2 separate regions of the Pan troglodytes genome follow, and region 2 is linked to region 1. The links are chromatin contacts, called in public HiChIP or PLAC-seq maps. All regions are on one chromosome and are shown on one strand. Each heading gives the region's core, a stretch centred on a gene start, on an enhancer-like site or on the middle of the called end of the contact. The rest is flanking DNA. Distances are from core to core; before and after follow the strand shown. Region 1 holds the start of SMURF1 (SMAD specific E3 ubiquitin protein ligase 1). Region 2 holds the start of ARPC1A (actin related protein 2/3 complex subunit 1A).

The links. HiChIP or PLAC-seq counts read pairs in DNA pulled down with a chosen protein or histone mark.
Region 2: a contact with region 1 is called in an H3K4me3 HiChIP or PLAC-seq map of stem cell-derived excitatory neurons, with 4 times the contacts expected there. The contact joins the promoter of ARPC1A here to the promoter of SMURF1 in region 1. A contact is called at or near these places in 1 of 1 datasets of contacts at active chromatin or transcription factors (stem cell-derived excitatory neurons) and 1 of 1 other capture datasets (stem cell-derived neural stem cells).

Annotation. Positions count from the first base shown.
Region 1 is chr6:108,535,037-108,541,720 of NHGRI_mPanTro3-v2.0_pri, reverse strand. It overlaps SMURF1 (SMAD specific E3 ubiquitin protein ligase 1), which reads left to right and starts at 2,856. Exons shown (of 19, transcript XM_528043.8): 1 at 2,856-2,984. The coding sequence starts at 2,930.
Region 2 is chr6:108,722,317-108,729,000 of NHGRI_mPanTro3-v2.0_pri, reverse strand. It overlaps ARPC1A (actin related protein 2/3 complex subunit 1A), which reads right to left and starts at 3,201. Exons shown (of 10, transcript XM_003318629.6): 1 at 2,557-3,201. LOC129135544 (a long non-coding RNA gene) reads left to right here and starts at 2,960. Exons shown (of 3, transcript XR_008536484.2): 1 at 2,960-3,047.

The sequences.
Region 1 (6,684 bases), core at 1,607-4,106:
TCTGTTGCCCAGGCTGAAGTGCAGTGGCACAATCTCGCCTCACTGCAACCTCTGCCTCCCGAGTTTAAGTGATTTTTGTGCCTCAGCCTCCCGAGTAGCTGGGACTACAGGTACACACCACCACACCCAGTTAACTTTTGTATTTTTAGTAGACAGGGTTTCACCATGTTAGCCAGGCTGGTCTCGAACTCCTGCTCTCAGGTAATCCCCCCACCTCAGCCTCCTAAAGTGCTGGGATTACGGGCATGAACCACCATGCCCGGCCTCCGCAAATGCATTTTTGACATATTTTCAACATATTATGGGTTTATCAGAATGTAACCCCATTGTACATCAAGGAGCATCTGTACTTGTTAATGAATGAACAAAATACCTTTCAGAAACCTCCAGAAGCAACCTCCTGACTCAAAGATTAAGGAAACAGTCAAGCCAACGAAGAACCAGCCATCGGGGCGGGGAGAAAAACAACAAAATTAAGCAATGAAAGGTTTCCAGGTCAGGAACACCTGGGGATAAGAACAGGAGCCTGCACCCAGGTAAGCAGAGAGTGATGTCTGGTTTTGTTTAGAGAGGAGACTCTTTGAATAGGGGGGAAATACTAACGGGATTGGCAGAAGAATGGGGATTACTTGGGAGCATTAGAGACTGGATGGATTAATTCAGACCCAGGCATTCACTCTCTGTGACAATCATCTACAAATGGAAACAGCTGGATTGTGGCTCTACTGCTATTGCTTAAACATTGCTTATATTCTTGGGTCTTTCTTGAGGATAACTGAAAGAGCCGCAAGGTGCCATAGAAATGACCTAGGACCATCCTTTTATTTGACAGATGTGATGCCTTGAATCCTGCCCAGGAGAGACTCTGCTTTCACTAGGGTCATCCGAGGCAGGCAGGCAGGCAGGCGGGCGAGCAGGCAGGCAGGTATGTCTAGGCGCTCTAGGTAGAAGGCTCTGTTCCGAAGACTGTGACCTTAGGACAGGCACAAGGCTGCAGGGGATGGTAGCAATGGCCCAGAGCCTACTTTCCTTAGGACACACACACACACACACACACACAGTATTAAAAGAATTTGTTCAAGTTGATTGATGAAGAATCAAATAAAAATAAAAAAGAACTTGTACATGAAAATGGGTAGTGGGGGCTGGGAGCGGTGGCTTAGGCCTGAAATCCCAGCACTTTGGGAGGCTGAAGCGGGCAGATCACCTGAGCTCAGAAGTTTGAGACCAGCCTGGCCGAAACAGTGAAACCCCATCTCTACCAAAAATACAAAAATTAGCTGGGTGTGGTGGCTAACGCCTGTAATCCCAGCTATACAGGAGGCTGAGACACGAGAATCACTTGAACCCGGGAGGTGGAGGTTGCAGTAAGCCAAGATCGTGCCACTGCACTCCAGCCTGGGTGACAGAGTGAGACCCTGTCTCAAAAAACAACAACAACAACAACAAGGTAGTGGGTAAAAAACAAGTTTGATAAACCTAGTTTTCCCTCTTTCTAATAATATCAGTTTATTTCTATAACATGCTAACAGAGAGGAGTTTGTTTGCTGGAGAAAGCGCATAATGAGCTTTTTCTGTGTGTGTGTGTGTGTGTGTGTGTGTGTGTGTTTTTGAGACAGCGTCTAGCTCTGTCACCCAGGCTGTAGTGCAGTGGCCTGATCATAGCTCACTGCAGCCATGAACTCTGGGGCTCAAGTGATCCTCCCACCTCAGCCTCCCAGTACCTGGGACTACAGGCGCGCACCACCATGCCCAGCTAATTTTTGTATTTTTTGTAGAGATGGAGTCTCCCTATGTTGCCCAGGCTGGCCTCAAAGTCCTGGGCTCAAGTGATCCGCCCGCCTCGGCCTCCCAAAGCGCTGGGATTACAGGCTACAGCCACCGTACCCAGCCATGAGCTTTTGGTTCTAACCTGCAACCCCGGGAGAAGGGGAAATTTAGCAGAAGACATGGGAACACAAACCACAATGCCACTTTCTTGTTTGGTAAAATTGTATGCAGAATGGATAATAACAAACATCCGCCTCTCAACTTTATCCCTCCCTCTCATCTCGTTTTCCTTGTCCGTATATGGCACTTCTGCGATTCTGGCAACTTTGTTATGGGTCAGTGGAGCACACCCGTTGCACAGAACACACCTAAGGGCTTTGTCTCTTTGAGAAGTCCCTCCCTTGAACTTGCACGATCGAAAGCTCTTAACTGAAAAAAACTGGTATTGCACGCCTGTGTGCAAAGAGCTTGGTGTGGACACAGCCCACGGTTTCATGCAAACCACTCTTCAGTCACTCAGGAGCCCAGAGCCTCGCAGAGACAGGGGTCAAGACAGAGGGCGACCGCGCGCTGGGCCCCGGGGCCAGCTCTGCTCTCCCTTCCCGGGCTCGGGGCCAGACCCTCCCACCCACCGACCACAGGAAGCGTGAAGACCCCAACCCGCGGGATCCGGGCCCCGCGCGCCCGAGGCAGGCGTGCGGGCGACGTAGCAGCGCACCCCGCCCCGCCCCAGCGTACGTGGCGGGGGCGCGCACGCACGTAGGCGCGGGGGCCCGCAGGGCCGGGCCGGCACGGCGGCGGGCGCGCGCGCGGCTCGGGGAGGCGGCGGCAGCGGCGGAAGCGGCGAGGGCGGCGGGCGTCCGGCTCTGAGGTGGTGGAGGCGGCGGAGGCGGAGGCGGCGGCGGAGGCGGCGGCGGCGGCGGCTCGGGACTGGGCTCGGCTGGAAGCAGCGAGGGTCAGAGCGCCGCAGCAAGCGCCGATCTCCCGGCTCGACCATCCGCCTGCCGCCCGGACGCCTGGGCCGCGGAGTTTGTGTCCCGGCTCGGACCCCGGCGCCCAGCCCGGAGCCGTAACCTTGAGGCGGCGGCGGCGGGGCCGGGCCGGGCCGGGCTGGGGGGCGGCGGCGCTGGATCCGCGGCTGCCCGATCGTTGGCGGGAGATGTCGAACCCCGGGACACGCAGGAACGGCTCCAGCATCAAGATCCGTCTGACAGGTACGGCCGGCGGGAGGCCCACCCGCGCCCCGGCGCCCCCTCGCCCGCCCCGGAATTCCCCGCAGGGCGCCCTTGGAAGCGGCCCTCCCCCACGCCGGCCGTTGTCCCAGGACCTCGTCACCCCCTTCGGCGTGCGCCCCTCGCTTCTCCCTCCCGGCCCCGCCCCCTCGCCGTTGCCCGGCCCCGCCCCCTGGCCGCTCGCGCCCCCTCGGTCTCGCGTTCCCTCCCGTTCCCCCGCACCTGCCCCCTCGCATCTCCGTCCTGGCCCCGCCCCTCTCATTTCCATTCATGACCACGCCCCTTGCATCTCCTTCCCTGGCCCCGCCCCTCGCTTCTCTTTTCCTGGCCCCGCCCCTTGCATCTCCTTCCAGGCCCTTTCCCCTCACCTCTCCCCGGCTCGGCCCCTTGCCTCTCGCTTCCCTTCCTCTCCCTAGCACCTGACCCCTCGCTTCTCCCCCCAGGCCCCGCCCCCTTGCCTTTCACCTCCATCCCTGTGGTCCTTTCTCTTCCCCACCTTTCCTCCCCGCACCTGACCCCGCCCATCTCTCTGGCCCCACCCCCTCGCTCCTCTCTGCTCCCGCCTCCTAACTTTCTGTCCCCGCCCCCTCGCTTCTCCCTGCGTCCAGCTCCCTCGCTTCTCTCTGGTCCCGCCTCCTCACTTCTTTCCTAGCCTAGGCCCTCACTTCTTCCTGGTCCCGCCTCCTCACTTCTTTCCTAGCATCGGCCCTCACTTCTTCCTGGTCCCGCCCCCTTGCTTCTCTCCTTTTTTTCTCCTCCGCCGTTTTTACCCCCTCCCTCCTTCTCCTCGCTTCCCATCCTCTCCGCCCACCTGCCCCCTCGCTTTTCCCTCCTGGCCTTGCCTCTGTTCCCCTGGTCCCATCCCTCACTTCTCACCACTTTCCCATCATCTCTCTTGCTTTCCTGTTTTCCCTCCCACCTGCACCCTCCCCTCATCCTCCTGGTCTTTCCCACCACTTCCAAGCTATTTTGCTACCTCCCCTTCCACTTGCCCCCTTGCTTCTCCCCTCCTGCCCCCACCCACTCTCTTCTCACTCCCCCATCCTCTTTCGTTTCTCCCTCACCCCCCACACCGTCCTCCTCCCTTCTTCCCCTAGCCCCGCCCCTCACTTTCAAGCCCCGCCCTCATTCCTGCCTAGCCCCGCCCCCTCGCTGCTGTCTGGCGGGGTCTCCACCCTTTCTTTCCTTCAGCCTGAAATTCCTCAATCCTATCTTGTAGCTGCTCCCAGTCCTGCTCTCTTCACTTCCCCCTGGTCCAGCCCTCTTCAGTCTCAGTCTGGGCCACTTCCTGTCTCTTAGGCCAGACCGCTAGCTACTTTTAACTCTGCTTCTTCAATTTTTACCTTTTCCGCATTTTGTTTCACCATCACCCCCACACTCAGCAACCCAGAGCGCCGTGAGGCTCTGATCCCTACTCCCACACTCACTGGAGGCTTTGGAAGCTGCCCACACGCAGGCTCCTTGATTCATTTTGTCTTCAATGAAAAGTCTGTGTTTCCTGGGTGGCTCTGTAGTGCCACCTTCAAGAGTGAGCGCAACGCTCTGCCGCGGGCCTGCGACTTGGTGGCGCGGATGTGATGCCAACCTGTTTCCCCCCGGGCTCCAGAGGTTCTGGACCAGGCTGCATCCTCGTCTTCCCTTTCTCACTCTCATTGGTACTACTCTCTTCCCAGTTTCAATTCATCCCTAAAGCAGGATGGCCGTGTTGCAAATGCGGCTCTGCTCCGGGACTTTCCAAACTCGAATATTTCCAGCTCTGGAAGGAAACTAAAAAGTTCATTCTAATCCCCGTCAGGGATTTTCCCCTGGATTTTTCTGTTCAGTGGCTCAGTCGGGTGAGAACTCCAAAGTCCTGGTTTGGTCAGGTCCTTTCAAAGAGAGAATGAGCGTTTTGAACACTTTATGGCAGATGCGCAGCCATAAAGTCATCGGTAAAATCCATGCAAACAATAGGTAATTTTTTTTAAACTAAAATTTACTTTGAGAGCCCATAGTTGTTGCATGGCCCAACTTTTGTCTTAAGAGAAGGTTTTGTTTTTTTGTATAAAGATATCAAATAATGATTTGGACCCAAACCCAGACCCTGGTTTTGTAACGTAAGAGGTAGTTTCCTCTGGGATCTTTGCTTCTGGGGAAATACATTTCTTTATGCCAGGGCTGATAGGAAACACTTCTCACTTTGTAGATACAATGTAGATACATTTTTATTTATGTGGTAAGATAAAAGTAACATTTTTGAGATTGTAATACTTGTAAAGCTTTTAACTTGGTTCTGATTTACAGCTCAGTCTGTAATTGACATCAGATTGGTTTCAGTTATCTTGTTAAAAGCGAAAGCAACTGATTTTGTGTTAGAAATATGATGAATGTTTTAGAAGGAATAGGTTTTAATTGAAATGTTTATGTCTGGTGTATGTATATTAATCAATCCTATTTGCCAAGCCTGAGCCTTGAAAGGGAGGACTTGGTTTGTCCTCCTCCCAAATTATTTTTGGATTCAGGAATTTAGATTATCGAAGCAAGAATGCTTTAAGGAATTTTTGGATGACATTTGATAGGGAAGGATCAGGTGATGAGTGTTGTTTCTGAAACACCTTTTCCCTTTCCCTTTCAGTAGATATTATGAATGGTTTGAGAGGATTTGTGAGTGTGATCATCCTTACAATAGGATTGCGGTTTAGCGGTAATGGTACACATGCAATGCCAGTACGTGGAACCTTAGTTTACCTCGAAAGGTTTGAACTAGAAGTTTGTTGACGGTGGAGTAGGTTTTAGCCTCATCTTTCTGGTTAAGGGAAGTTTGAATTCTCACTTCTGGGATGTTGAGTAGCAATCTTTCAAAAGTTGAATACTTTTGTTACAGGTTTCAGAGTTTATTTCCATGTTTGTTATTTGGAAAAAAAAAAGGACTGTTAAAAATGAGGGATATTTCAACCAGTCAATGAATACACACAGAGCGAAATTCAGTGCAAAGATAGTGAAGATGGCCTGGCGCCGTGGCTCACGCCTGAATCCCAGCACTTTGGGAGGCTGAGGCAGATCACGAGGTCAGGAGGTTGAGACCATCCTGGCTAACACGGTGAAACCCCGTCTCTACTAGAAATACAAAAAAATTAGCTGGGCGCGGTGGCTCACGCCTGTAATCTCAGCACTTTGGGAGGCTGAGGTGGGGCGGATCACGAGGTCAGGAGATTGAGACCATCCTGACTAACACAGTGAAACCTCGTCTCTAGTAGAAATACAAAAAATTAGCTGGGTGTGGTGGCGGGCGCCTGTAGTCCCAGCTACTGGGTAGGCTGAGGCAGGAGAATGGCTTGAACCTGGGAGGTGGAGCTTGCAGTGAACCGAGATTGTGCCACTGCACTTCAGCCTGGGCAACAGAGCGAGACTCTGTCTCAAAAAAAAAAAAAAAAAAAAAAGGATACTGAAGATACTACATTTAGAACTTTGGGGTCCACAATTCTATTTGGGGGTGAATAGGGCATTAGATTTACAGTTAGGAGACCTAGATTCTAGACAGATTTCTCATTAACTACATGTTACGGAACAAGTTATTTAACCTTTTTGGGTCTCAGTTTCTTTATATATCAAATGAGATTTCAGCTCCATTATAATACTCTTTGATCCTCCTTCTCACAGGATATATCAATTTAGCTACCTACTTATTTCAAATTACTGTTGG
Region 2 (6,684 bases), core at 1,952-4,451, 190 kb before region 1:
TGAAACCCTGGGCAAGTCACTTGATATCTCTAAATCTCATTTTTTTCTTCTGTAAAGTGGATATACCACTGAGATCACAAGGAGAATTAAATGAGACATGTGAAAGCAAGTAGTACAGAGCCTAGCCTGAAATACATGCCAGCAGGTTCCCTTTCTCCCTTTGACCCAAGGCTTTTCTATTTTTTAAATGGAGTTTTGCTCTTGTTGCCTAGGCTGGAGTGAAATGGTGCGATCTCAGCTCACCGCAACCTCCGTCTCCCGGGTTCAAGCGATTCTCCAGCCTCAGCCTCCCGAGTAGCTGGGATTACAGGCACATGCCACCATGCCTGGCTAATTTTGTATTTTAGTAGAGACGGGGTTTCTCCATGTTGGTCAGGCTGGTCTCAAACTCCTGACCTTGGTGATCCACCCGCCTCAGCCTCTCAAAGTGTTGGGATTACAGGCGTGAGCCACTGCACCTGGCCAACCCAAGGCTTTTAAACCAACCATAGAACCCACCAGTTAGTTTCCTCTGAGCTTGGAAACGTTGACATATGCTATAAATTCTTGGCCCTACTCCTTTGGAGCTTGAAAATGCCCACACAAGTGGGCATTTCTGTCCCCTGTTTAGGGTCAGTTTTCAAGACCGTGATTCACCTAGTTCCTAATCACTCTCATTAGCCAATCTAGCAACATCAAGTACTCCAACAAGGTCACCACACCCTCCTCAACATTCAGACAGGCTCCAGTCCAGGCACCAGCCTCACCAGCAGACCATTTTAAACTTCTTTATATAGGATTTGTTTCAGCATTGGATGAGACAACTAGATCAAAGTATCACCACTCCGCGTCCAAAATAGGAGTTTTCCGAAATGGTCCCTTCCTTTAACTGTGATTAACAGATGAACTCCAGAAGATCTCTGAATACTTTGTGGGAGAAAATAGCCATATAAGCTGGGTGTGGTATCTCACACCCAAAATCCCAGCACTTTGGGAGGTCGAGGTGGGAGGATAGCTTGAGCTTAGGAGCTCCAGACCAGCTTGGGCCACATATGGAGACCCTGTCTTTACAAAAAATACAAAAAAAAAAAAAATTAGCCAGGCGCAGTGGCTCATGCCTGTAGTCACAGCTACTCGGGAGGCTGAGGCAGGAGAATCGCTTGAACCCAGGAGGTAGACGTTGCAGTGAGCCGAGATCACACCACTGCACTCCAGCCTGGGTGACAGAGTGAGACTCTATCTCCAAAAATAAGTAAATAAAAATAAATGAAAATTAGCCCAGTGTGGTGGCACATGCCTGTAGTCCCAGCTACTCAGGAGGCTGAGGTGGGAGGATCTGTTAAGCCCAGGAGGTCGAGGCTGCAGGAAAAAAAAAAAAAAAAAAAAAAAAGGAAGACAACAACTACAGTTACCCACTCCCTAACAGGACAAAAACACCTTCCTGACTGATGCCCCTCCTCTGTTTTTAGATACCTGAAAACCCAGGCCCTATGTGAAAGCACAAGACTAGATAAAATTGAGGAGAGAGGGCAGAAGTAAGATAATCTCGGCAATTTAAGCTACGAGTTGACATAGACAGAAGGTTCCAAAGCTGCAGGAGAACAGATGGCTTTATAATCAAAGATTCTAAGCTATAACTGATTAAGTGCCTATCATGTTCCCAGCAGTGTTGTAAATACCGGGATGGGGCCAGAAACATAAATAAGGCTGACACCATTCTGGTCTTCAAGTCTGGAGGGTTGGTGTTTGGGGAGAGTGGAGGAGGTAGAAAAGGAAAGGAAGACGGATATGCATAGAATGCCCAGAAGCAGTAATAATAGCTAATATTTATTGATCACCTACTCTCGGCCAGGAACTATTCTAAGCAATTTATGCAAATAAGTTCACTTGATTCTTAGCAAAACGGTAAGAATCTTTTTATTGCAGATGAGGAAACAGGCGCAGAGAAGCATCTTCCCAGGATCACTCAACAAAGTGGTGGTGTCAGGACTGGCATAAAAGATTCCACTAAATGAATAAGAGCGCGGAGAAGGGTGCAATTTTGACTTGGGGGAAGGCGGTACTCATGCAGGGAAATCTTAAAAGAACTCGGGAGAAGGTTTTTCTCGAGATCGAGAAGGTTCCCCAATAACCGAAGGATTGAGGGCTGCCCTAGAGAGCAGGCAAACATCCTATGGGCGCCTACTGTATGCAGGGATCTACTCTAGACACTAAAGAGATGAATAGTCCCGCGGGTCGCTCGATTACGGGAGATCCTCCTACTTGACACAATTTTAGAGACGGTGACAAATGCCCCCAGCAGAGGTGCAAGTAGGACCCTGGGGGCGCAGAAGGGGCCGTTAATTCGCGCATCGGAGGCGGCTAGGAGCTCGAACATCCTGAGAAAAGCTGCAGGGGATCCACGGAGAAAGGGGATCCCCGCCCCCTCAGGAGGCCCCGGCAGGGAGACCCGGCCGCGCCTCAGCCTCGGGGCCCCGCGGCCTAAGCCCCCGTCTCACTGCCCCCGCGGCAAGTCCGGCGCCAGGCCTGGACAAGAGAGGCCGACAGGGTGAGACGCTCGCCCCTGCTGGCCGTTACCTGGGATCGGGGGAGTCCGGACGGGCTCGGAGCGGAGGATTCGCGGACTCTGGGCAGTCGACGCGAACAGGCTCCGGCGGGCGCGGGCGGAGGACGGAAGCCCAGAGGGAGCGGCTGACAGATCACGGAAGTGGACACGGCGCCTGCGCGTTGCGGCCGCGCGGACGGTCGGCTCATGCGCACAGCTCGGGCGCGCAGTCCGGGGTTAGGCAGGCTGCAGTGGAGGAGGGTACGCTATTCCATCGGCGTGGTACTGTCGGCGGCCCTTCAGAGGAGATGCTGCCCCACGGAACGCCTGGCAAGTGCTGGCGAAGCGGCATGGGCGTCCCACTCCGTTCCTCAACCAATTTCCTCACAATCGCGAGCCGAAGTGTGGCGCTTTGGCAGTTTCGCAAGGTCTTTTGTCAGGAGATGAGTGACTGAGGATTGGGGGTCTTTGGAGCTCTTGGACCTGAAGAACGATTAAGTTTTTCTCCCTTCAGAGAGCCAAGGTCAGAGCCAGTCTACCTCAGCGCTGCTCCCTGCAGGGAGCCTCCGCCCCCGCCGTGCTCCCTCTGTGGAAAGCCCCTGAAGCCCCCCAGGAACTTTCTCGACCCTTCCTGGGGCAGAATCCCCTGCTCCCAAGCAGTTCCCTGCTCCCAAGATGGCGCCGCAGGGAAAAAAGGGTTGGGGGAACTTGGCAAGGCCCCCAATTCACAGAGGACAGAGCCTGCTCCGCAGATGCAGCCTCCAAGAAATGCCCTGATCCCCACCTGCAACCAGGCTGCTGCCCTTGAACCCTAGAAATTCTGGAGCAGCCCCAGCCCCCACAGATGGGGCTAATCGAGAGCTTTTCTTTTTTCTTTCTTTTTCTTTTTTTTTAGACAGGTTCTCGACCTGTAGCCCAGGCTGGAGTGCAGTGGCGCGATCATAGCTCACTGCAGCCTGGAACCCCTGGGCTCAAGCGATCCTCCCGCCTCAGCCCCCCGTGGAGCTGGGACTACAAGTGCACACCACCACGCCTGGCTAATTTTTATTTTTTGGTAGAGACAGGGTCTTGCTGTGTTGCTTAGGCTGGTCTTGAACTCCTGGGCTCAAGCGATCGTCCCTCTTTGGCCTCTCAAAGCCCTCAGATTACAGGTGTGAGCCACTGTGCCTGGCTAATTTTTATATTTTTTGTAAAGATGAGGTTTTCCTATGTTGTCCAGGCTGGTCTTGAACCCCTGGGCTCAAGCAGTCCTCTAGCCTCTGCTTCCCAAAGCGATGTGAGCCCCCCCCACCGCCGCCCCGCGCCATGCCAGACCAACCAAGGGCTTGTCTCCTTCCCTTTGGTATTGTAAGGTGAGGTTTACGTAGGTATACTTGTCAAACTCTCAATTTCAGACCCGCTGTGATCTTTTTGAGACGGAGCCTTTCTCTGTCGCCCAAGCTGGAGTGCAGTGGCGCGATCTCGGCTCACTGTAACCTCCGCCTCCCGGGTTCAAGCGATTCTCCTGCCTCAGCCTCCCGAGTAGCTGGGACTACAGCTGCGCGCCACCATGCCCGGCTAATTTTTGTATTTTTAGTACAGACGGGGTTTTGCAATGTTGGCGACGCTGGTGTCGAACTCCTGACTTCAGGTGATCCCGCCTGCCTCAGCCTCCCAAAGTGCTAGGGTTACAGGCGTGAGCCACCATGCCCTGCCAGACCCGCTATGTTCTTTGGAGTTAGTGCAGAGTTCCCCAACTCCTTGGCTGCTGACGGGTGTTGGTCTGTTGCCTGTTAGGAACCCATTGGCACATGAGGTGAGCAGGGCGAGCCAACGAAGTGTCATCTGTATTTACAACCGCTCCCCATCTCTGGCATTACGGCCTGAGCTCTGCCTCCTGTCGAATCAGTGGGGGCATTAGAGTCTCATAGGAAAGTGAACCCTATTGTGAACTGCATATGCGAGGGATCTAGGTTGCATGCTCATTATGAGAATCTAATGCCTGATGATCTAAAACCACCCCACCCCTCTCCCCTAGCCCCTGCCCCCTTTTCCGTGGAAAAATTGTCCTCCATGAAACCGGTCACTGGTGCCAAAAAGATTGGGGACCACTGAGTTAGTGAATCCAGCTGTTCATGGAACATCGCTTCACTGAAATTCTGATTTTAACTCTGACCTGTGGTTACAAAGTCTTTGGTCATAGGGTAATCGAGCAGATAGTGTAGAAAGATCATTGTAAATTCATTACCCCCTCCAAGAGACAGCTTGGGAAAGGGAACAGCAGGTGTGGAAAGCAGGGATTCCTTGTGTGTCTGTAAGTTACTTGAACCAATTCCCAAGTATGTAGAGGAGCTTATGAAGATCCCACCTCTTTACAAGGAACACTTACTGCTTTGATGGAATTTATAATCTGGGTAGATGAGAGTAACACATGCAAATTAATACCAGACTTTATGATAAGTGACAAGAAATGTTAGCCCCAGAAAAAAATAACAGATATTTACTATTATTAAACTCTGGTTCTGATTTGAAATAGTATTTTGCAATTTAGCCTAACCAAAACTTACCATTTGATGCATTTCACTTTTTTTTTTTTTTTTTTTGAGATGGAGTCTCACTCTGTCACCCAGGCTGGAGTGCAATAGTGCGATCTTGGCTCACTGCAACCTCTGCCTCCCAGGTTCAAGCGATTCTCCTGCCTCAGGCTCCTGAGTAGCTGGGATTATAGGCGCACGCCACCATGCACAGCTGATTTTTGTATTTTTAGTAGAGACAAGGTTTCACCATGTTGGTCAGGCTCGTCTCGAACTCCTGACCTCATGATCCTCCCGCCTCGGCCTCCCAAAGTGCTGGGATTACAGGTGTGAGCCACCACACCCGGCCCACTTCATATTTTATGAGTCATTCCAGATGGTAGAATCTTAGCTCTAAGCGGGGCTCTTCTGTAATTGAAGAAAAAGAAAAATTTTGACACTTGAGGATTTTTTTTGTTTTGTTTTGTTATGCGACAGTGTCTGGCTCTGTCACCGAGGCTGGAGTGCAGTGGCGTGATCTCAGCTCACTGCAACCTCCACCTCCCTGGTTCAACCGTTTCTCATGCCTCAGCCTCCTGAGTAGCTGGGATTACAGGCGCGTGCCACCACACCTAGCTAATTATTGTATTTTTAGTAAAGATGGGATTTTGCCATGTTGGCCAGGCTGGTTTTGAACTCTTGGCCTCAAGTGATCCACACACCTTGGCCTCCTAAAGTGCTGGGATTACAGGCATGAGCCACCATGCCTGGCCTGAAACCTGAGGGTTTTGATACAAGGCAGGGAGGGTTGGGGGGCTGGCCACCTGCTCTGGCCTTACTGGTTATACCATCGTGCCCTGCTATAAAAGCCAACCATCAGGGTTCTAAGGAGGGTGAGTTACTTTTAATGTTTGTTTTTAAGGCATGTGTGATGTAGTATCCAAAATGCAGACTCAACCTTTTAAAAAATTAGTATCATGGGTGAGGGGCAGCTGTCTGGGCTGGTGGTACGTGGGTAAAAGGATTTACCAAGACAGTTGTAGATAAAGGCAGATTTGTTAGAGAAAGTAGGAAGGTACGAGAAGGCAACAGGCAGAATCAGCAGAAGAGCAGCCAACTGCAAAGAAAGGCTTGCTGGGGATTTTATGGAATAGTGTTTATGCTGTAATTGTTGGGCGCAGGAAGATTGTGAGTTATTTGCAGAGGAGGGCTGTGTGTCTGGACCATAAAGAATGGCAGACTTGTAGTTTACCTGCTTCTTTTTGCTTCCCCCTGCTCCCACCATCCTGACTCCTTTTCCCTAATTAGACTTAACAATTAGTGCCAGGGAAGGTGGTACTTAGAAGTGGGCAATGGAAGAGAGGGAGGGCTTGGACACTACCGTGGGCTGATTTTGTTTGCTTTGCTGATTGGATTGGAATTGGAATTGGAATTGAGTTGAATTAGAATTTGGTCAAGATTCAAGGCATCAAATATTTAATAAATACTCACCAAGTGCCAACTATTGTGTTAATAAGAGTAGAGTAAGATCCTTCTGTTCTCAAGTAACTTAGAGATTAGGATATGACCAGTCCACAAAATATTTTATCTTATTTTTAGACCAGGGATGCTGCTAAAATAATTTTAAATAAAAGGAAATGCACAATACCTTGAACCTGGAAGGTCCTG